6 separate regions of the Mus musculus genome follow, and all the other regions are linked to region 4. The links are chromatin contacts, called in public ChIA-PET, HiChIP or PLAC-seq and promoter capture Hi-C maps. All regions are on one chromosome and are shown on one strand. The core of a region is the stretch at or near the end of the contact, and the rest is flanking DNA. Distances in the headings are between cores, read along the strand shown. Region 1 holds the start of Ppil3 (peptidylprolyl isomerase (cyclophilin)-like 3). Region 2 holds the start of Mpp4 (membrane protein, palmitoylated 4 (MAGUK p55 subfamily member 4)). Region 3 holds the start of Bzw1 (basic leucine zipper and W2 domains 1). Region 4 holds the start of Casp8 (caspase 8). Region 5 holds the start of Cdk15 (cyclin-dependent kinase 15). Region 6 holds the start of Tmem237 (transmembrane protein 237).

Region 1 (3,686 bases), core at 669-3,168, 350 kb before region 4:
TTAGTTCATAATGTTGTTGCACCTACAGGGTTGCAGATCTCTTTAGCTCCTTGGATACTTTCTCTAGCTCCTCCATTGGGGGCCCTGTGCTCCATCCAATAGCTGACTGTGAGCATCTACTTATGTGTTTGCTAGGCCCCGGCCTAGTCTCACAAGAGACAGCTATATCAGGGTCCTTTCAGCAAAATCTTGCTAGTGTATGCATGTGCCTGTCTTCTTACAACAGTGTCCCGCAGTGAGTGGGCCAGGGTGGAGGTGAGTGGGGTGCTTCAGTGGACACAGGAGCTACACTCCCTGCTATTCTACCTGTGCTGCTCATCTCTGCGGGGAAAGGGCACACTGTTTGCTCGTTTATTTCCTTTTGTGTCTTTTAATGAAAGGTCTGAGACTGCGACGGCCTATAGAGGCTGGGAGCAAGGTTACCTCCTGAGTGCTGGGACCACACCAGCAGGGTAACGTTGTAATGATCATGTCCACTTGTTTATTCTACTTTGTTCCCTCTATACTGGTACACACAGTCTCTCCCTCGCCACATCCCCTCCCTTCCCCTCTCCTTCCTTATCCTAGGAACGCACTCTGCCACTGAGCTACACACTCACTATCCTGTCTGACTTCCTCCAAAAAAATATTCATTAAAAATTAAAAAACAGCCAGTCGTGGAGGCACATGCCTTTAATCCTAGCACTTGGGAGGCAGAGACAGGCGGATTTCTGAGTTTGAGGCCAGCCTGGTCTACAGAGTGAGTTCCACGACAGCAAGGGCTACACAGAGAAACCCTGTCTCAAAAAACCAAAACACACACACACACACACACACACACACACACACACAAATTAAAAACCATGTAATGGGCGGCTGAGAGGGCAGGCTTGGCAGGTACCAGGACTTGTTGCTTTTGCAGCAGGGCCTGTTCAGTTCCCAGCACCCACATCTGCTTGTGTCTCCAGCTCCAGGGAACCCAAAGGGGTTAGAAACAAGCAACCAACCACCCAGTTAGAATAATTCTATGATACATACTCACCATTTTCCTTCTTGATGGTTCTAGGAAGCACTGTTTAATTTTTCAAATCTCCTACAAGAGAGAGGAATTAGTTCACTTTACCCTATCAAGTTCCCACCATACTTGTTCATCTTTATGGTAGATTTACAACGAAAAGCTTAGACTAGCATCCTCTAAATGAAAATCCTATCATAAAAGTGTTGATCCTACCCAATGCAACAAGCCACCCCAGTGCGCACTTACTTTACTCATTTTCTTCAAGGCTTTCTGCAAGGGAGGCATAGCCCCACCTCCAGGTCTAGTGCTCTAGATAGGCACTTGGAGCTCCCTTTACCCGGGACACCTACTTTACTTAAGACGTCTGTACAATACATTTCTATACTTCACACTTTTGTTTTGTTTTTTCCCAAACGCCACATCTTGCTAACTTATCAATCGTATTTAAAAGTCCCAGGAATACCATCTCCAGCCCGAGAGTTCACCACGAGGATCCCAAGAAATAAATTTGCACCAACGTGGGGCGCAGCAGGCGTTTGAGTGCACGGAGAAAAGGATAAAAGCCTTTCCCCCACACTCACCCACTGCGCTCAGCACCACTGCTGCGGGAACGGAAAAGCCTCAACTACAAGGGCCGGCATGCCTGCGGGTTCCAAAGGCGTGTCTGTGCGCCACAGAAGTGAAGCCCGGAGCCCTCCGCAGGGGACGCCCTACTCTCCCGTCAGTCTCTCCTCATCACACCGACTAGGACTCGGAGGACCACGCACCTCACCCCTCGGCCCCTGAGAGCTCTACCCACAACCTCACTAAGAAGCAGAACCCGCTGTCGCCCAGCAACTTCATACAGCGGCCTGGAGTGGGAAGCAGAACGCACAGGACCAATTCCGCCCAACTTCACACAGCGGCCTGGAGTCGGAAGCAGAACGCACAGGACAACTTCCGCCCAACTTCACACAGCGGCCTGGAGTCGGAAGCAGAACGCACAGGACCACTTCTGCCCAACTCTTTCCACAAAGCCAGGAGCTTCAGAGCAGAGCGGAAGTGATACACTGAAAGAGCTTCTGCGACTGGTGAGTTGTGAACCACTGAAGGGCTCGCGGGGGCTGTCTGTTCTTCTCGCTGGAGGTGCACATCGGGCTGGCTGTGGTGACTGCAGAGGGCCGGGGGAACATGAATATAGAAGGAGAGGTTGCAGATGAAAACTGCCTTGCTGCAGGAGGGGTGAGGGTGCTGACTCCAGGAATAAAGGCTATGCCACGCGGCCCTTGATTATTCTGGAAAAGGTCTTGAGCCATGCGTAAATGAAAGAAAAACCACACGCAAGTGCAAAGAGAGCTCTCGTGTAATTGAAAAATAGCAAGTGGCTGTTCAGAGGGCTAAAGATCATGTAGATTGACAATGGATATTCCCATCTCTCCATTGTACGGCAGCTCCAGCCCATTCAAATAATGCTTTAAATGTGTCTGTACTGTGAGCACATTGTCCGAGAAAAACACCGGGACGTGGTCGTGTCATCTCACAATAGAAGTTTATTGTATAACAAGAAAGCCACAAGTTACATCAGTCTCGTTGGTAGCTTGTTACAGGATGTTTGGTCACACTGTGAACCCCCGAGATTGTGTTATTTACCGATGGTGGGTGGGAGGAACCTTTCTAGTTGTGGTGTGCCCTTAGCACACATCTTTAATCTCAAACAATGAAGGTAAAATTAGTTTGTAGAAGGAAGCATCCATGTTTGAAAGTGATGTCTAATTGAATGGCAGACAAAGTGAGGAATCAGAGAAAGATTTGACAGAATAGGATATGCCCAGCTCTCTCCAGAACAGGGAGAAAAGATGGGCTACTTAAGGGGTAGTGCAGAGAGAGACTGGGGGCAGTTTTTACTGGGACAGTTATATATAGAGAGGATGCAGATAGAGAAAACAAGCTATGCATAAGTGAAGACAGACTGAGCCAAAGAACAAGAAGCAGCCAGAAGATTAGAGAGGATTGTCAGGCTTAGTTTGAGGCCATGCAGAACCATTCAGTCAGAGGCTGAGAGAGAAGCCAGATGAATCAGGCAGCTTGGAGAGGAGTTTGAGCCAGAACAGCTGAGTTGAACCAGCCAGCCAGCGCAAGCTCAGAAAGAACTAGAAAGGGTGAGCTTATTCGGCAGTAATTCTCAGAGTCTGAAAACATAATAGGCCTAGATAAGATTGTATGGAGGCTATAAGCTTCCAGAACTAGGCCTAGCTTAGCAGAGAGATGGGAGACGACAATTATACCAGGTGAATAAAAGATACTTTTACAATACCTGTTTGAGGCAAACACATTTCCTTTATTCAATTCTATTAACTCTCAGATTGCACATCACACTGTTTTGAGTTGTTTTGGTTCTTTGGTGACACTACTCTCCCACCATTCAGTGCACAGCCATGGAATATGTGGGTAGGGGCCCAGTGCTTTTCCTCTCTGTTTCTCTGTGTAGCAGTTGACGTGTGTTCAGGGGCAGCAGTTCTGGCCTTTTCTTGCCTTGGCTCTGTGCGTTTGTGGAGTGACCTGTCTGCCTCAGTTCTTGCTCGTGCTGCCCTAGAACTGACTGTATAGCTGAGGCTGGCTTACCCTCTACCTCCCTTGTGCTGGGATCACAGATGTGTGCCGCCACACCCAGTGGTGCTGGGGACCAAACCCTTGTGCATGGTAGCTAAGC
Region 2 (3,479 bases), core at 549-3,048, 370 kb after region 4:
ACCTCAGCCGGCAGGATGAGGACAGGGCGAAGGAGGCAAGGGCAAAGGGAAGGTAGGGGTCTCAGGGAAAGGCTTAGAACTTGTTCTATGTGATAGATAATCACTGTCCCTGCAGAATGTGCAAGTGTCTAACTTCATGTCACTGAAGAAACAAACATAAATCAACCCCAGAATGACCTGAATGTATAACTCAACTTTTCAAGCAGTGGTGGCGCACGCCTTTAATTCCAGCACTCAGGAAGCAGAGGCAGGTGATTCTGTGAGTTTAAGACCAGACTGGTCTACAGAGCGAGTTACAGGACAGCTGGGGCTACACAGAGAAACCCTGTCTTAAAAAACACAAAAACAAACAAACAAACAAAGTTTCTTCTTACAAACACAAAATAGTTTGCAAGAAACCAATAAATTTGAAGAAACGCTACCATCATAATTGAAGAATTAACACATTGCACATTAAACCTTACCAAGTAGTCTACCAAATCAGAAAATCATTCTATCAGCGCTAATCCTGCTTGTGACTCAGGAAACCACTACAGCACAGCACTCCTGGAGTCTATTTACTCCTGCATTCAAAGTTGCTACATCCTTTCAGGGTTTTGTGTAGGCTCACATGTGTGCTTCTGTGCTATCTATCCACACTCACACGCTTAAATACACAGTATCCACATGGTAGGAGGGAGCTGTTTTCAGCTATCTTGCTTTTGGTTGGTTTCCTGTTTGTTTGGTGACAGAGTCCCATGTAGTCCATGCTGGCCTCAGACTTTCTCTCTAGTCAAGGATCACCAGATGCTCTCATCCTCCGGTCTCCACCTCCCAAGGGCTGGGGTTGTGTGACAGGCATGTGTGACCACAAATGGTTTATGTGGTGCTGGGAACTGAACCCTGGACTTCACATATGCCACACAAGCATTCTACCAGCTAAGCTATATCTTTCTTTACCTTATCCTTTTTATTACTGGTGGGGCACTATGTGGATTTAAATAATAACCTTATGTGTTTAAGTGCCTTGGTTTGAATTGCGCCAGAATGAAGGATTCTAGACAGGTGATTTATAGGGTAAAGAGGTAGGGAATAAGAAAAGGCAATTAAAAACTGTGTTATAAAGCAAGTGGTCACCATGAATACCTGGAATGTACGCAGCATTACCTTAAAATTCAGCTTTGGGTCTCTGGGGTAGCTCAGCAGGAAATGCATTCGCTGCCAAGTCTGATGACTTTGAACCCACATGGTAGGAGGGAGCTGTTTTCAGTTGTTCTCTGACCTCCACAAGCACCAGGGCTTCCACAAACGCATGCGCGCACACTTGCACACAAGCGTACACACACACACAATTAAATTGTAATTAAACATTATAATTAAAACATTTAAAGCATTTCCTTCTGCTTTAAAACAATTGCTATTCAAAGTCCTGACCTCTTACCCACTAGGCTTGTTTTCTAAAGTATTTTTCAATATGGAAATCTTGAAAAAGCCCATATGCAACCCTCCCTGAGAAATGGCCTGCTGGCTTCCTCTGCATCCAAGGCCCTCACAGAAGATGGGACAGTTTCACTTGAACTCTTTGACAACGCACTGTGCCACGCTTAAGAGATGGTACTGTAGGACAGTCAACCACTTTAACACAGACTACCCACGATTATCTGTAGCTGCTGCTGGTGCCTTCTGGAAATGCGGCATTGCGAGCAGACTCTTACCTGCAAGGATGAAAACACAGTGTTGCTCCTGGCAAGAGAGAAGCAAGCAGGAAGCACCAGGAGGCTGCTAGCTGCCAGTCACCTGATGCTCTAGAGAAAAGCTCTGTGCATCCTCTTTGGCATAATCCTGCCCTTGCAGGCTAACCCTGGACCTCTTCTAAGCCTCCGCAGCAGCCCTAGCTGTCCCTGCAAGGGAACATCTCATTTACATTATCCTCCACCACAGTGAGCTTTCTCTCACATGAGTACTACACTCCCATACAAGCCCTTAATATTTCTGTTGACTGTTTCCAGATAACAAACACCAATCGCCCCCCTTCAAATCTTTCCTACTTTTAGTTTGTTTTTTTTTTTTGAGACAGAGTCTTATGTAGCCCCGGTAGCCTCAAACTGTGTGTATAACCAAGGATAACTGAACTTCCTCCACCCTCAAGGGCTCAGACTACAAAGGTGTGCCACTACACCCACCAGAGGCTTTTACTTTTCTTAACTTCAGCTTTTCAAGGCCTAATGCAGAACACATCTGCGGGGCATAGGCAGTGGGAAAGAGTAGAGGAAAGTCGGGAAGCTCTGGGTTGGAGTCCCAGCGCAGACACAGCAAACTATAGCTATTCACCGATAGGGAAAGGGAGCCCCCAGACTGGCACTGCTGAGGGCTGCTGTGAGTTACATAGGTGCTGGTATTTCTAGTCACAGACAGTGCCTGGAGATTTAGGGTTTTCCACACACACATGAAAATTTATTGTTTTAAGCTGCAACTCAAGAACTGTGTAGAATGAGGAAAATACAGTGGTTAGGCAGCTTCTCTTAAAACTGAAATTAGAAGATTGAATTGCAACGGGTTCTCAGAGATGTGAGATGGCATGCTGCCATTTGAGAATTTCTCTGGTCCTATTGTCCAAGTTTCCATCCATTCCCACTATTAGCCCCTCCTGATCTTTCTCTGAAGGAGGTAGGTGTTCAATTACTTTGGCTTTACTAGCCAAATCTGGCATTTGTGTCTTGGCTCACAAACTAAAAATATGCGAAATGAGAAAGAGTTGGTCCCTCTCCACAGGGAGCAGCTCGGCCTGGCAGAAGACGGTAGGCGGAGAGATGCGGACAGTGCTATCCTCCTAAACCTGTTCCTCTAGCCCTTCCCTAAACAAAAACAAAGCCCACAACTGTCTTACTCACAGCAGCAGTTTTCCTTGGAGACCTTTGTCTCTGGGTTATCGGGATCAGAATTAACTTGCTCTTTGCCAGAAATTGGCTAGTAGTTAAGTGAATTAAAAACCCCAGGGGTTCCTGAGGTCTGAGGCATGGATTACAATGTGGAGAAAGAATACTGTAAACTGAGCACTCTTTAAAGTACAGTCTGCCCCATGTCATTTCTTCCACAGTCATAGAACAGCTTCGTAGAGATGAATGTCATTTATTATGAAAACTGCTGTTACATTACAGCCAACATTCCAAAACAGTATGTTAACAAATGCTTGTCTTGATTATAAAGTAGCTCGGAAATCATGATCCTTTTCAAAAGTAGTTGCCGCCTGCTGAGTCATTTCCCATGAGTCAGGCCACTGCGCTCGCCTCCGAGTACAGCAGATGAGACAGAAGAGCACCTGTGGTATCCAAACAGCTACGAGTGGCACTGCTCCAGCGCACACCCACAACCCACACTTGTGAGGCTGCTTGTAAAAGAGCAAACCGTGGTTATGCGGTGCTGTCACAATACTTCTGAGGTGGGAGAATCCCATGTGCGTCTCTCCTTCCTTCCCTTCTGAGTTCAGTGTGAGGTAGAGG
Region 3 (3,487 bases), core at 99-2,598, 400 kb before region 4:
TTTGGCTATTCACCGTTTTTTGTGTCTCTAGCTCAGCTCAGTGTGTGACCTGGCAGTTTATTATATTGGTGGACCAGGCCGCTGGGGGGCCGTTCACTGGCAAGTTAACTGACCTATATGCCTTCTTTTCCCAACAAGACTAACAAGTGTCAAAGTCATAGGGCAGTTTCAAGGACTCAACGCAGTTAAGTGCTTAGGAGAATGTCTGCTACACACATACTACACAAACATGGCTTTTTAATTAGTGAAATACTGTACCCTTAACACATCAGAAACAAACATAACGTGGGGGACGTGGTAGTCTATCATGCAGAGTATGAAATAAGACTTCCAAGAGAAATGCCAACGGACTCAGGGTTAGAGGATAAAGGTAGGGGAACTTAGAGCCCTGATTCCCATCATTTCCCACTATGCTCCACGGCCTGGCCTTCCTAGGTCCCACCAAAGTTCAGTCCTATGGGCCACCAGTACCTCCAAGAAGTTAGGCTGTTGCTGCTAGGCTATTTTCCCACCGCTGCTCCTTCAGCGCTCCGACCTACCAACTTGAACGGAAAAGAATTGACAGCCAAGATCCAACAAACAGCGGCTTAAAGCCTTAGAGGCAAATCCGAAACTCCAAATACAGTATATGTTAAATGCCAGTGAACAGAAGTGCCTTCCATGTACGAGTAAGAAAGATTAAAGGTTTGAGTACAGGGACGGTGGATGTCAGAAATACCCCTGGCTCTCCTAGAATTCACTCTGTAGACCAGGCTGGCCTCGATCTGGAACACGCGAGAGAGAGAGAGAGAGAGAGAGAGAGAGAGAGAGAGAGAGCGAGAGCGAGAGCGAGAAGTTGGTACATGGAAAGGGATTTTAAGGACAAATCCCGGTGTTTGGGGGATGGCGGATGAAAAGGGCACAAACCGGATGCGGGCAGTTTTATCTGTTGTCCCGGAGAATACACCTTCTGAAGGTCCTTATCTCGGGAGACTTTGTGATAAAGGCACATTCTTGAGTCCTGCACCAGAAGCAATTATAAACCCTGCGGGTGGGGGCCTCGCAATCTGGTTTTAACAAATTCCCAGTCCACCGCAGTCAGGGGACGAGCACCCCTTGCAAGGCGTGGTGACAGGCCGAGGTCAGACTTGCCCTCAGCACACCGCATCGCAGAGCAGGGAGGCCGGGCTGCAGTCCTCACCCAGGCAGAACCCTACAGACGCCCCGGCCTCTGCGCCCGCCGCCCAGCATTCCCCCTACCCCCGGGCTCCAGCTTCCGGAGGAGGGGTCTGGGCTGGACCGGGACGGACTGGTCCAACTCGCGGCCGTTGAGGGGCCGCTTCCCACTCCCATCCCCGCCCGGAGAGGGGGAGGCCGGCCGCTGCGGCGGAGGAAGGGGGACGGGCTACCCTGGTACAAGAGTCAGGGCAGCCTGGGGCTTTAGGGTGGGACAGAGACGCCTACCACCGCGGTGTTAGCCGGTGCCCCCGAGCTGCAACCCCGCGGCCTTCGGCAGGGGGGAGTGCGAACTGGCGCAGGGTAGAAATCTCGCGATAGCAGGCCTCCGGGGCGGGGGTGGCGCCTCTTCCTCCCCTCCTGCTCGCGTTAGTTCCGGTCGCAGAGGAGACAGCGCCGCAGTTGCCGCCAGCTCGGGGATTTCTGGCTCTTTTCTCTTCGCCTTAAATTCGGTGAGGCGAGCGCGGCGCAGCGCCGGGGAAGAGCGGCGCGCCGTGGCCCGGAGGAGGAGGAGGGTGGCGGCGCGGTTCGGAGGGGCCGGCGGGACCCGGGGCCTGGATCCGTGGCCCGGGCCGCCGCTCTGGAGGGCGGGCGAGGCCGCGGGGCGCCGGGGTGGCGGCGCGCCCCCGTGTGCGCCCCGGCCGGCCTGGGTAACAAAGCCGCCGCGGCCTCTGTTGGGTGATGTACGCGTGGGGAGTTCGGCGGGCGGGGCGCAGCCGCCGCCACCACCGCCGCGGCCGCCGCCTCCGCCGCTGCTTTCGCGGGAGGGCGGGCGGATGTACGGGGCGGCGGGGGCCCCGGCGCGCAGCGCCTCGGCGCCTGTGGTCCGCTCGGCGCGGCGGCCACCACCGCAGGCGACAGGGTCGGTGGAGAAGGGCCTGCGGCGCTCCGGGGCCCGCCGCCCGAGCCCCGAGAGGCGGGAGGCACGGGAAAGGGTGTGGATGTGGAGACACGTGCCCGGGGAGGAGGAGGCGGCTGGGGCTGTAGCGTTTGCGGCCAGCTCTCAGTTTTGCATCTTGGAAGGGTGCAAGCGGGCTCTGCGGCTCTCGGCGCCACTTTGGAATGAGGGCAGCGCTGATGCGGTTCAGGGCCTTTGACAGATAGCTCGTGACCGCGACAGTCCTCTAAGTTCGGGTTACTTAGAAAAAGTGGGAGATGCAAAGAACGGTGTAGGAGAGACTGAGTAGTTAGGTTTGTGGTAGGCCATTTGCCACCAGACAGGGTGATAGTAAAATGCTTTATCAAGGTGTAGTTCCAGCACTTACATCAAGGGGTTCCTGGAGAGGGAAACTTACCTGCACCCTCTCTATTGCCTGTTAACTGAAAGCGTCTTGGGCTTGCTTTAATTGTAATTTTGATTTAAGGTTTGATACTTGGTTTAAGAAGTTAATATTACTGGCACGGGTGTTTTTAAGGCCTTCTTTCTCCTTTTTCTAGGGTGTCTTTTATGAATAATCAAAAGCAGCAAAAACCAACGCTATCAGGCCAGCGTTTTAAAACCAGAAAAAGAGGTAACTATTTATTTGTAACTCACCCTCAAGCTTTCAGACATATCTTGGTTTCTCTCACAGTCAGGTAGCTGCATGTTACTAACCCGAAAATAATAGAAACTTGATTTTCTCTTTAACTTCTATTTCAGATTAACTGCTCCCTTAGTGTTTCTCTGCTTTCTCAAATTTCTTTCTTTCTTTTCTTTTCTTTTCTTTTTTTTTTTTTAGTGGCTAAAACCTGTGACTTTAAGCTCATAGTTTAAAGAAGAATTTGAACAAAGAGGGCTAATAGAAGGGGGGGGGCACTCCTAAAGTCCCTGATTTCACCTAGACTTTGTGGAGATATGTGAAAGTGACTCATTTATAGAGTGTCTCACATGGCATAGGTCTGGGAAAAGAGTGTGGGTAGAAATCAGATTTCAACTTAAAGAATTATAGAATGAGATTCACATTAATTTTTTTTTTTTTTAAGGTTTAGCAGAGTCTTAGATTGTAGCTCAGGATGGCCTCCAAATGCTAGGATTAAAGGCCTGAGCTCCTGGCAATCTGGGGATTGAATCTAGTACTCCTATCAGAGGCTCGCAGATCTCCTCTGAGTTTCAGGATAGCCAGGACTACACAAAGAAACCCTGTCTTTAAAAAACCAACACCAACAAAAGTTTTTTGTTTTTTTTTCGAGATTCTCTGTATAGCCCTGGATGTCCTGGAACTCACTTTGTAGACCAGGCTGTCCTTGAACTCAGAAATGAATTCTGCCTGCTTCTGCATCCCAAGTGCTGGGA
Region 4 (3,327 bases), core at 62-2,561:
CAAGAACCTCAACATAAAACCAGATACACTAAACAAAGAAGAGATAAAGAAAATGTGGTATATTTACACAATGGAGAATTATTCAGAGTTAAAAAAACAAGACAAAACAACCAAACAAACAACCCCTAACATCATGAAATTTGCCAGCAAATGGATGGAACCAGAAAACAAAAACAAAAACAAAAACCTATCCTGAGTGGGGTAACTCAGACCCAGAAAGACAAGCATGGTACGTACTCACTTATAAGCAGACATTAGCTATAAATTACAAGATAATCATGCTACAATCCACAGACCCAGAGAGGCTAAGTAACAAGGAGCCATCTCCCTAGGAGGGAGAAATAGAGTAGGTATCATGGGATTGGAACTGGGGGCATGTGGGGATGGGAGCAGAGGGATCAGGTTGGGCGAGGATGGAGGGAGAGAGTATGGCAGAGAAGACTGGAATGTGGGGGCTAGAAACCTATCAGGGTGACCCTTGCTATGACTCCTAGTAATGAGGGGTTTGGAGCTGTCTGCTGTAGCCAGGCAAGCCTTCCAGTGGAGAGACTGGGACACCAACTCAGACCCCAAACCTCTGACCTACCATTTATCCTGCCTGCAGGATGTGCTGGAGAAAAGATGGCACAGAACTTGTGGGAGTCTCCATCCAATTACTAGTCTCTCTTGAGACTTGTGCCACAAGAGGGAGGCCACCTCTGACACTGAATTCATGGAGGTCAGGAACAAGAGGCTGGATGCCCCAGACAGCTAAGATAGAACTGAACATGACCAAAAAAAAAAAAAAAAAAAAAAAAAAGCATGAAATGTTTTCTAATCATATTCTGCCATACTTGTAGACAGAAATCTAACATAGTCGCCATCAGAGAGGCCTACAGCCACACAATAGGCAGAGCTTGGGGAATCCTACAGGATATGGGGAGGAAGGATTGTAGGAATCAGAGCTCAAGGGCACCACAAGAAAACTCACAGAATCAACTAACCTGGCCTCATAGGCACTCACAGAGACTGAACCAACAATCAGCGATCCTGATGGATCTGACCTAGGCCCTCAGCATAGCTGGTTGTTTGGTTCAGTGTGAAATCACTTTCTTCTTGTAGTTGGCTCCTTTAAACTTTGTGTGTGTGTGTGTGTGTGTGTGTGTGTGTGTGTGTGTGTGTGTTCGTTCGTTCATTCCATTAGCTCTGGTTCCACTGTCTCTGGGATAGCCTGGAACTTGCTTGTTCTAATCTTCCTGTCCCTACCTCCGAGAGTGCTGACATTTCTAGAGCAGAGGGTTTCTGCGTGAAAGGAGGTGTGGTTGGACTGGGGGAATAAGGAAGTGTCCTCCAGAACTGGCGGGAGCTCTTAAGGCGGGCAGAAAGCGAAGCAGCCTATGGCCTCTAGGGCTGGCACCAGGATGCCACCTCTAATGATTAACTCAAACGCCTCTAAACATTCGGAGGCATTTCTGTCCCCTATGCCCTAGTTCTCTCAGTTGTCTTTCATTCTGACTTCGGTGCTTAAAAGTCCAGCTTCTCGGAATCGGTAGCAAACCTCTGTGAGCCGGCGTGGAACAGGAAGTGAGTACAGTTCTGGGGAGCGCCGGCCCGGGCTGGAGGCTCGGAAAGCCCAAGCCAGCGGAGGCCTCGCCCGAGCTGGAGTTGTGACCGGCGCGGCAGGTACTCGGCCACAGGTGAGTGCTGCAGAGCAGTCGGGTTCCTTTCCCACCAGCGGGCCGAGATCCCACCGGTGGGTGTCGATCTCGCGTGGCGCTCCCCGAAATGCAGCCATCGGGGTGCCGTCGCCGCCTCTCCAGAAAACTTTATTGGACTTCTTAGGCTTACTTTCTTTGTAGTTTGGCTCAGGACCTGGAGCTGAGTTAATCCTCCGGGGAGTCCTCTAGCTTGAGCTGCGTTTCCTCCGGCGATTTTCGTGCTCTTCCCAACTCAGACGTCCATCAACTCTAATCCCAAATTCTCTCTTCCTTTCTCCTTCTCCTCCAACATCTCCCCTCCCTTTTTCTCTCCCTCTTCTTCTCTTTGCCTTCTCCTCTCCCTCCCTCTCCTCTTCCTCTCTCCCTCCCTCCCTCTGTCCCTCTTTGGTTTCATGATTTCCTGCAGAAGCTCAGGCTTCTTGAACTTACGACCTTGCTTCCACCTCCTGAGTGCTGGCAGTACAGGGGGTGGGGGGTCGTAGGGCACTAGCTCTGCACTTAAAACACCAACCCCCCACCCCCTCACCCCAACCCCCACAGAGAGGGGATGAGAGAGGAGGGAGGGAGGGGGCTACAGGTGACCTGAGGCCGGTAATTCCTCTACGTGCTAAGCAGTTGTAAGGGTGACTGGCTTGTTAAGTACCTGTAAGGAATTATCATACAGTCATATTTCTGTTTCTTCTTTCTTTCTTTCTTTCTTTCTTTCTTTCTTTCTTTCTTTCTTTCTTTCTTTCTTTCTTTCTTTCTCTCTCTCTCTCTCTCTCTCTCTCTCTCTCTCTTTCTTTCTCTTTCTTTCTTTCCTTCCTTCCTTCCTTTCTTTTCTTTTCTTTTCTTTTCTTTTCTTTTCTTTTTTCTTTCTTTTTTTTCTTTTTCTTTTTTGTCTTTTTAAAGGGAGTCCTCTAAGTGCCTTCTGCTTGGCTAGGTCTCAGTTTCATTCTTTAAAAAATTATTTATTTCTATTTTAATTTCATGAGTATGAGTATTTTGCCTGCATGTATGTATGTGCACCTGGTACTGGGCGGGGGGGGGGGGGGTGGCGGCACAGATTCCTTGAACTGGATTTACAGACAGTTTCAGCCATTATATGGGTGCTGGAAACTGAACCCAGGTGGTCTGCAAGAGCATTGAGTGCTCTTAAACTCCTGAGTTGTCTCATCGACAAATCTTTCTTTTTTTAAATAAATATGGCATTGATTGAATTAGCATGAGGACGATTAGTGCTCCCGTTTCTTACAAACCTATTTAAAGAAGACTCAAGAACTCGTATGTGGACACAGAGGAGTTGCTGGTCATGGCTGTGTGTCTCCCATGTCTCTTTCCCAGGAGGGAGAAAGGTGACCCCATAGCAGGCCATTTAGCTGTTATTTGATTTTGCCCAGTAATTTCTGTTTGTGGGTAGGTTCACTCCAGGAACTAATATGATTTCTCCAGCAGCCTGCATAGCCTGACCACCTCACCCTATCAGGTTGCTCTTTTTTCTTTTTCTTTTCTTTTCTTTCTTTCTTTTTTTTTAATCTTCCAACTTAAAAGAAATTCTAATAAGAAAGTGGGCATCTTCTTGCTTTATTTGACATTCCTCGGATTTACTGACCCATGTGATGTGTCATCCTATGCTCTCATGGGCTTAGTG
Region 5 (3,479 bases), core at 716-3,215, 460 kb after region 4:
TTACTTTCTCTCTCTAAGTGTCTCAAACTTTATTTAGTAAATCCTTGAATGGACTTGCCTTAGATCGTATGTAGCAAATTGTTTCTCTTTTTGTCTTTGTTTTGACTCTGGAACCCAGACTGACCTCTAACTCATGGCAATCGTCTTGCTTGTTTCCCAAGTGCTGACAATGAAGGCATGGACCCTATACCTTGCTTGCTTGCTTGTAGCTATTTTGAAATAAAACTTAAAATATATGCTCAAGGTTAATGTCTTAGGGTTTCCATGGCTGTGAAGAAACACCGTGACCATCGCAACTCTTATAAAGGAAAACACTTAGCTGGGGCTGGCTTACAGTTTCAGAGGGTCAGTCCATTAGCATCAAGGCAAGAAGCATGGTGGTGATGTGCAGGCAGATATGGTGCAGGAGAAAGAGCTGAGAGTTCTACATTTTGATCCACAGGCAGCAGGAGACTACTGGGGCTAGCTTGAGCATATGAGACTTCAAAGACCACTTTTACAATGAAACACTTCCTCCAACAAAGGCACACCTACTCCAACAAAGCCACACCTCCTAATGCCTTCACTGCCTATGGGCCAAACATTCAAATGTATGAGTCTATGGGGGCCATTTCTATTCAAACCACTACAATTAGATCACATAAAAGTAAAGATTTAACGGAGGAAAGTTCAGAAGTTAACTATCCAGGGTACTGTTGTGATAACACATAGCCCCCTTTCTCATATTGTTGTGTATGTTATTGTGATTGACATATTATGATGGAAATAATATTATGCACCTCTCATAGAAAAAGAGTTCTATCTACAATCACAGACTACAAAGCAGTTTGATCCAGATTAGATTCCTAGAAATGCCAAGTACTAATATAGTATTTATAGACACTAAACATTAATTATACTGATATGAAAGGAAGGGAGGAATGGGGGAATGAGGAGATATGTGCATGTACACACACATCACACTCTCACACACACCACACTCTCACAAACTCTCACACAAACACTCACACATATACCAAACTCTCACACACACCACACTCACACACACCACACTCTCACACAGTTTCTGTTTCCTCTTTATTTGAAATTTGAAAAGAATCTCATTATGTAGTCCAGACTAGTCTTGAACTCATCACCCTGCTGTTTCAGTCTCCAAAGTACTGAGATTACAAGTGTGCCACTGGGGGTTGGGGAGATGGCTCAACAGTTAAGAGCACTGTCTGCTCTTCCAGAGGTCTTGGGTCCATCATACCCAGCTCAAACTCCGCTCTCCACCCTGACTCTCCACTATTTGTAGAGTATTAGCAACACAGGTAATCACTAGTGTTTGAAGGAATAGCTTTGCCCTGTCAGACTGAGATTGACTTTCGTTTGGAGGCAGAGAAGGAGTCAGAATCCTCAGCTCTCTTTCCATACCACCGTTCTGTGGTTCCTTTGACTCTAAAAGTTGGCTAGTTTGCAAACTCATTTTAATGTTGGAAAAACCAATCTGAGTCAGATGGCTCTCATCTGCAATCCCGGGACTGGAGAAGCTGAGGCAGGAGGATTACCTCCACTTGGAAACTAGCTGGGCTGCTGGGAGAGACTGCCTCAAAAGAAAAACAAGTTTGAAACCCAAGAGGCTTTCAGATGAAAGCAAGGGATAGAACACCCCTCAGCATGACCACTTTAGCCCCAGGGTAGGCCAATAAACACTAGGGTTATGCACATTCTGGGAAAGCGAGTGTATCCACAGAACTGACTTGTGGCTGGAGTGAGAGAGAGCTTACTCCAGTGTGCCCAGTTGTATTCTCTCGGGCAGAGCCTCCTTGTTTTTGAGTGTGCACACATGAGCGCTAGCTGCTGCGGTTCTGATGCATTCTTTGCACTGATGAGCTAAAACTGCTGAAGTCATGAGACTGCTCCAGGCAGAGCCCTCGTGTGAGTCACAGAGAAGCTCCTCTCTGCTGACCTCTGGCAGAGGGGGAGCAAATGAGAAGAGGCGGGTGGGAAGAGGTTCAAGGGCGGGTTTTCTCCTTGAACCTGGGCTAGTATGGGTCAAGAGCTGTGTGCAAAGAGGCTACAGCCAGGATGCAGTTGCTACCACCGTTCGGAGGGAGGGGAGGCGCACAGCTGTCAGAGAAGCCAGCCTGGAAGCACCGAGCCTGCTGTATTCGAGGTACTCGTATCCCGGGAGGAGCATCTTTCTTTATTAGTAAACCAAGCAATTCAGACAGACACTCCCTTTTGTAACAGAGTCTTATTCCTCTGCGGTAGGTCTAAACTCATAAAAAGAAAATTCTATTAAAGTCACAGAGGATTTATGGTTGTAGTTATCAAGTTTGGGGATGTACTTGTAAACCAGAAGAGGGGAATAAGCCTTGGGTTTGGCCGCTTTTGACTTGAAATAGAGAAAGTGGTTCTTCTCTGGACGTCTCTGAGCCACTAAATTGCAGGGCTGAACTGTAGAGGGCAAGCTGCCATACCGGTAGGTCCGCTGTGGATTCTCAGTTTCAGTAATTAGCTCGTGATTATTAGCAGTATCTTACTAAATTATTCTAAGGCATTACATTAAGTACCAAGGAAGGTGGGCAGGTACGGAGGAAACTGAGTTAAATGAAGAAATTGGGAGACACCCTTAAGGAGACTGGGTTAAACTGTGTAGGTGAAGGAAAAATTTAGTATTTCAGTAATTGGTACCATGGTTGTCTCTAAGAGATCTGACTTTCAGGAAACCTGCCTTTCAGGGGTGTGGGAAGCTTACAAACAATCAAACCAAAAACAAACAAACAAACAAACAAACCAAAAACAGGCAAATAAAACAAAGAAAAGGTTTTGCCAGCCATCACATTGTGACTTTGTACACATTTTGCTCCTGTACGTTCTTTTCCTCTAGCTAACAGAAGCATCCAGTTCCACGGCTTCATTTCACCCCAGGGGACTGGAGGCTGCCAGTGCCCAGAAGTTGAAGAGTAAAAGGCCCCGGAGTAACAGTGATTCTTTTCAGGAAGAGAATCTGAGGCAGGGGTTGCCATGGGTGAGTGAACTGCTGACAGGCATCAAGGAGAATTTCATGGGTGCCTGTCTAGGGAAGCTAGCCCTCACCTTCCAGGGATGCCTGTGTGGGCTTGCAAGTGCACTTACACATAGACAGATACACAGACATACACACACATGCACACACAGAGAGACAGTCACACAGACACACATGCACAGGCACATATACAGACACACACATACACATACACATACAAACATGCACACACACACACACACATGCACAAACAGGCATGCACACACAACACTCAGACATATACAGGTACACATGCAGACAGACACATACACATACAAACATGCACACATACACACACACATGCACAAACAGACATGCACACACAACACACAGACATACACAGGCACACATGCAGACAGACACATACACATACAAACATGCACACACACACATGCACAAACAGGTATACACACACAACACACAGACA
Region 6 (3,281 bases), core at 712-3,211, 320 kb after region 4:
TTTAAAATTCCAGGAAGGATTTTTTTTTAATGAAGTATTGTAGGTTTTCAACCATACTATTTGATTTTTTTTTTCTTCTTACTTTATATTTTTAAAGTTCAATAATTAAATGACCGTAAACTGTTTTTACCTTGGCACAGGTGGGAGTGCTCGTGGAGGACGCTATAGGGGAGGGGAGAGGCAAACATCTCGTCAATAAAAGCTGGATTAACCTCACCTTCATTTATCTCAAGCACCACAAAGCTTCTCCTTTAAAAGCCCACTGTCCAGATGTTATCAAATAAAATGGATCAGCAATTCTCTTCAAATCTTTGGAAGATTATCAGTGAAACCCGGGAGGCGGTGATGTAAACTGGACTGCTGGGTTTAGATCTATTCTGCCATTCCTACACCCCATGTAAAATTCTTTTCTTCTTCCACTTCAACCAGTCTGGCCTATTGTGAGCATTCAGAACAGGATCAAACAGAGCTCATCTCCCTTTACAGACCTTCCATTAGTGGTTAAGTATTGGAAGATAATGTTGCATGCTCAGATAAAACTAGACCATGCCATATAAATGTGTGTGCATGCATGCTTGTGTGTGTGTCTGTGCATGCATGTGTGTGCATGCATGTGCATGTGTGTTTGCATACAATAAATAACCATATATAAGGAATGAAGAGTGATGTTTTACTTAGGGAAAGCCTCTTTGATGTTATCTGAGCTGAGCCCTTCCTGACAAAGGTGCCAAATTTACAGGGAATGAGGAGCACATGTTAAGGCTTTCAAGAAAGACAGGGCATGAAGGGCTCCAGGTAAAGAGCAGCCAGGCAGAAACCAGTGACACAGGACAGAAGGCAGACGTCAGATTAACTATGACCTCGCAGACTAGCAGAAGGAATACGGATTTAGTTCTATTAACTAGGAAGCCAACTAAGGTTTTATGCCACAGAGTAACATGCTTTTTTTTTAAGTTACTTTAAATAGAAATAGGTAACATATTTTAGAACAGGAAGTATTTGGGGCTGGTGTAGTTTACCCTGTTCTTACTTAAGAAAAGTCCTGCTTGCAAGCTCAGGAAGCATTAGTTAAGCATTCTGAAAATTTTCAAAATAGATGGCTTAGCCATTAAGAGCAGTTACTGCTCATGCAGCAGACCTGGGTTTAGTTCCCAGCACCCACAAAGCACCAGTAATTCCAGTTCCAGGGAAATGGACAGCCTCTTCAGGTTTCTGTGAGCAACAGGCACACAAGTGGTTCATATATTGGCAAAACACTCAAAACAAATACATTTTTTTTTTTTGGTTTTTTTGAGACGGGGTTTCTCTGTATAGCCCTGGCTGTCCTGGAACTCACTCTATAGACCAGGCTGGCCTTGAACTCAGAAATCCACCTGCCTCTGCCTTCCAAGTGCTGGGATTAAAGGCGTGCGCCACCACTGTCCGGCTACAAATACACCTTTAAAAGAATTGATCTCTAAGAGCAGTGCCTAGACGTCGATTTATTAGCTCGGGTATTTCATGCTGCTTATGGAAGGCACTGATTCCAAAGGCTCACATTTTAGATATTCTTGCTTGTCCCATTTCGCAATCCATGGTTGTATTCACTCAAACAAATTCGTGAGAATGCTACAAAATTAGGACACTGACGATGTCCTAATGGAATCCAGCAGTCAAAATGACAACTGGAATAGAATGGTGGTCCTACAAAAGCACTACTATTCTCAAGATGCTATGAAAGTGGGACCCAGTCCTCTTGGTATTTCAAAAGTCCCGCAAAAATGAACCATCTCACCCATCTAGAAACCGCACCTCTAAGCCCCTCAAAAGAAGAACCGCTGAACAGGCGGAGACTAAATTCCCAACAGCTCAAAAGTACCTGAGGCTCGCTAACCACCTGCTTCTTCCCCATCACGTCTCCAGGGACCGCAGCAGAGCTCAGGGCACCACAGCCGCCCGCCCCGCCCCGGTCCGGCCCGCCCCGCCCCTCCTGCCCAGGCGCGCAGGCGCAGAGCGTCATCGGGCTGCGCCTCATGGCTGCTGGGCCCGGAGCGTCCCCACCCGTCCCACGGGAGGTATTGGGGCTACCGGAGCCGAACCCAATCTGACCCCTTCGAACTAGGAAAACCTCAGCGTCGGCCGGCGTCCCCAGGAGCGGAGGGGGTTCACCCACAGTTTCCCGGGAGGTCATCGTGGTTTGCGTGGGGGTGGGCACGGCGGGACCAGACTCGTATTCAAACTCCCCACCGGAACATCCTCCTCTCTGACCGAGAGCCGCCCGGAGGCGTCGCCATGGCAACGCTGACTAGGGCGCCCGGATGTTGGGTGGACCTGATCGCCTTTTGCGGGGCCCGCCCTGATGTACAGCCCCGGTCCGCCCCCGCCGCACCCCTCGGGCAGTGCTGTCCCCAGATTCCCGGCTCGGCGGTGGTCACTGCTGGTTAGGACACCTCCACTTCGCCACACTCCGGGCCAGGCGCCCCTCGTCGCTCACCGCTTGGTCCTCCTCCAGCGGAGGCCCTGAGTCGTCCCTCATGATGCTTTCCCGCGGGCCTCCCTAGGCGCAACCGCCGGAGCCCGAGGCCGGCTTCCCGCGACGCCCGGCCTCCGGGGACTTGTGGGAGGAGGCGGCTTTGCGGAGCCTGGAGAGGCCGGCGTCCCCCACCTGGTTCCCGTCTGCCAGGGTGCTGCCTGGAGGGAGATCTGTATGACTGAAACAGCGAGGATCTCTTTCACTGGCCTGCCCAGTTTCCTAGATTCCCTGTAGGCCTAGGAGTATAATCTGAATGTTCAGTTCTGATAGTTCCTTCAGTGGGAACAGTTATAGTTTAAAATAGGTAGAATGGAGGGAAGTGTGGATATAAAGAAGATGAACAGACATGGGTGCAGTGGAGCTTCGGATCTAGGGAGACCAAGACTGTATCAACATCCTCGTTTTGGAGCTCATATACAGGCTCCAGGACTAGTCCACTTTGCTGATTTGGAAATAACAGTGTCATAGGTTTCCTTATTAGATAAATGTGTACTTGTTAACCGCTCTTAGCTTAGTTAGTCAACTAGGCACTTTTGTAAAATATAAACAGAAATAAGAAAATATTTTACAAAGTAAAATACAGTTTGTCATTAAGTAGACTGGTTTATTTAGAAGAGTTACATCTTACAAAACACCATATGAAATCTATAAAATGCTCACATTCAGTGACAACATTGTCACATACCTGCCATTAGCTCATATGGGGAAACATCGGGAAAATGCCTGAGAGCCAAATGAGTAGCTCTGTATATGTATAGGATGCTATTTA

Evidence for each region. Promoter capture Hi-C pulls out the DNA fragments that hold promoters and counts their contacts. ChIA-PET counts read pairs in DNA pulled down with a chosen protein or histone mark. HiChIP or PLAC-seq counts read pairs in DNA pulled down with a chosen protein or histone mark.
Region 1: a contact with region 4 is called in an RNA polymerase II ChIA-PET map of memory CD8 T cells, with 243 read pairs. The contact joins the promoter of Ppil3 here to the promoter of Casp8 in region 4. A contact is called at or near these places in 1 of 39 promoter capture datasets (pre-B cells), 2 of 115 datasets of contacts at active chromatin or transcription factors (memory CD8 T cells and thymic regulatory T cells) and 2 of 9 other capture datasets (liver and pancreatic islet).
Region 2: an H3K4me3 HiChIP or PLAC-seq map of bone marrow-derived macrophages shows a contact between it and region 4, with 4 times the contacts expected there. The contact joins the promoter of Mpp4 here to the promoter of Casp8 in region 4. A contact is called at or near these places in 11 of 39 promoter capture datasets (the HPC-7 cell line, cranial neural crest, embryonic stem cells and 6 more), 1 of 15 datasets of contacts at CTCF or cohesin (large pre-B cells), 8 of 115 datasets of contacts at active chromatin or transcription factors (the SCID.adh cell line, acute myeloid leukemia, bone marrow-derived macrophages and 3 more) and 4 of 9 other capture datasets (adipose tissue, embryonic stem cells, liver and 1 more).
Region 3: an RNA polymerase II ChIA-PET map of memory CD8 T cells shows a contact between it and region 4, with 169 read pairs. The contact joins the promoter of Bzw1 here to the promoter of Casp8 in region 4. A contact is called at or near these places in 2 of 39 promoter capture datasets (pre-B cells and stem cell-derived epiblast-like cells), 2 of 115 datasets of contacts at active chromatin or transcription factors (effector CD8 T cells and memory CD8 T cells) and 1 of 9 other capture datasets (adipose tissue).
Region 5: a contact with region 4 is called in a promoter capture Hi-C map of neural stem cells. The contact joins the promoter of Cdk15 here to the promoter of Casp8 in region 4. A contact is called at or near these places in 15 of 39 promoter capture datasets (the 3T3-L1 cell line, the C10 cell line, the HPC-7 cell line and 11 more) and 1 of 484 Hi-C or Micro-C datasets (neutrophils).
Region 6: a contact with region 4 is called in a promoter capture Hi-C map of erythroid cells, with 19 times the contacts expected there. The contact joins the promoter of Tmem237 here to the promoter of Casp8 in region 4. A contact is called at or near these places in 12 of 39 promoter capture datasets (the HPC-7 cell line, HPC-7-derived erythroid cells, embryonic stem cells and 6 more), 1 of 484 Hi-C or Micro-C datasets (bone marrow-derived macrophages), 14 of 115 datasets of contacts at active chromatin or transcription factors (the NIH/3T3 cell line, acute myeloid leukemia, astrocytes and 10 more) and 4 of 9 other capture datasets (adipose tissue, liver, macrophages and 1 more).

Annotation. Positions count from the first base shown.
Region 1 is chr1:58,443,568-58,447,253 of GRCm38.p6, forward strand. Ppil3 (peptidylprolyl isomerase (cyclophilin)-like 3) reads right to left here and starts at 1,919. Exons shown (of 7, transcript NM_001285827.1): 1 at 1,579-1,919; 2 at 1,022-1,072. The coding sequence starts at 1,024. It overlaps Nif3l1 (Ngg1 interacting factor 3-like 1 (S. pombe)), which reads left to right and starts at 1,584. Exons shown (of 7, transcript NM_022988.3): 1 at 1,584-2,067.
Region 2 is chr1:59,159,838-59,163,316 of GRCm38.p6, forward strand. It overlaps Mpp4 (membrane protein, palmitoylated 4 (MAGUK p55 subfamily member 4)), which reads right to left and starts at 1,799. Exons shown (of 22, transcript NM_145143.3): 1 at 1,695-1,799. It overlaps Als2 (alsin Rho guanine nucleotide exchange factor), which reads right to left. Exons shown (of 34, transcript NM_028717.6): 34 at 2,919-3,479.
Region 3 is chr1:58,391,550-58,395,036 of GRCm38.p6, forward strand. It overlaps Bzw1 (basic leucine zipper and W2 domains 1), which reads left to right and starts at 1,349. Exons shown (of 12, transcript NM_025824.4): 1 at 1,349-1,667; 2 at 2,653-2,726. The coding sequence starts at 2,663. Gm39644 (a long non-coding RNA gene) reads right to left here and starts at 994. Exons shown (of 3, transcript XR_003947828.1): 1 at 907-994.
Region 4 is chr1:58,794,063-58,797,389 of GRCm38.p6, forward strand. It overlaps Casp8 (caspase 8), which reads left to right and starts at 1,312. Exons shown (of 9, transcript NM_009812.2): 1 at 1,312-1,676.
Region 5 is chr1:59,254,941-59,258,419 of GRCm38.p6, forward strand. It overlaps Cdk15 (cyclin-dependent kinase 15), which reads left to right and starts at 1,966. Exons shown (of 14, transcript NM_001033373.3): 1 at 1,966-2,158; 2 at 2,876-3,016. The coding sequence starts at 2,033.
Region 6 is chr1:59,117,845-59,121,125 of GRCm38.p6, forward strand. It overlaps Tmem237 (transmembrane protein 237), which reads right to left and starts at 1,962. Exons shown (of 13, transcript NM_001037812.3): 1 at 1,859-1,962; 2 at 131-162. The coding sequence starts at 1,891. Mpp4 (membrane protein, palmitoylated 4 (MAGUK p55 subfamily member 4)) reads right to left here. Exons shown (of 22, transcript NM_145143.3): 22 at 3,091-3,281.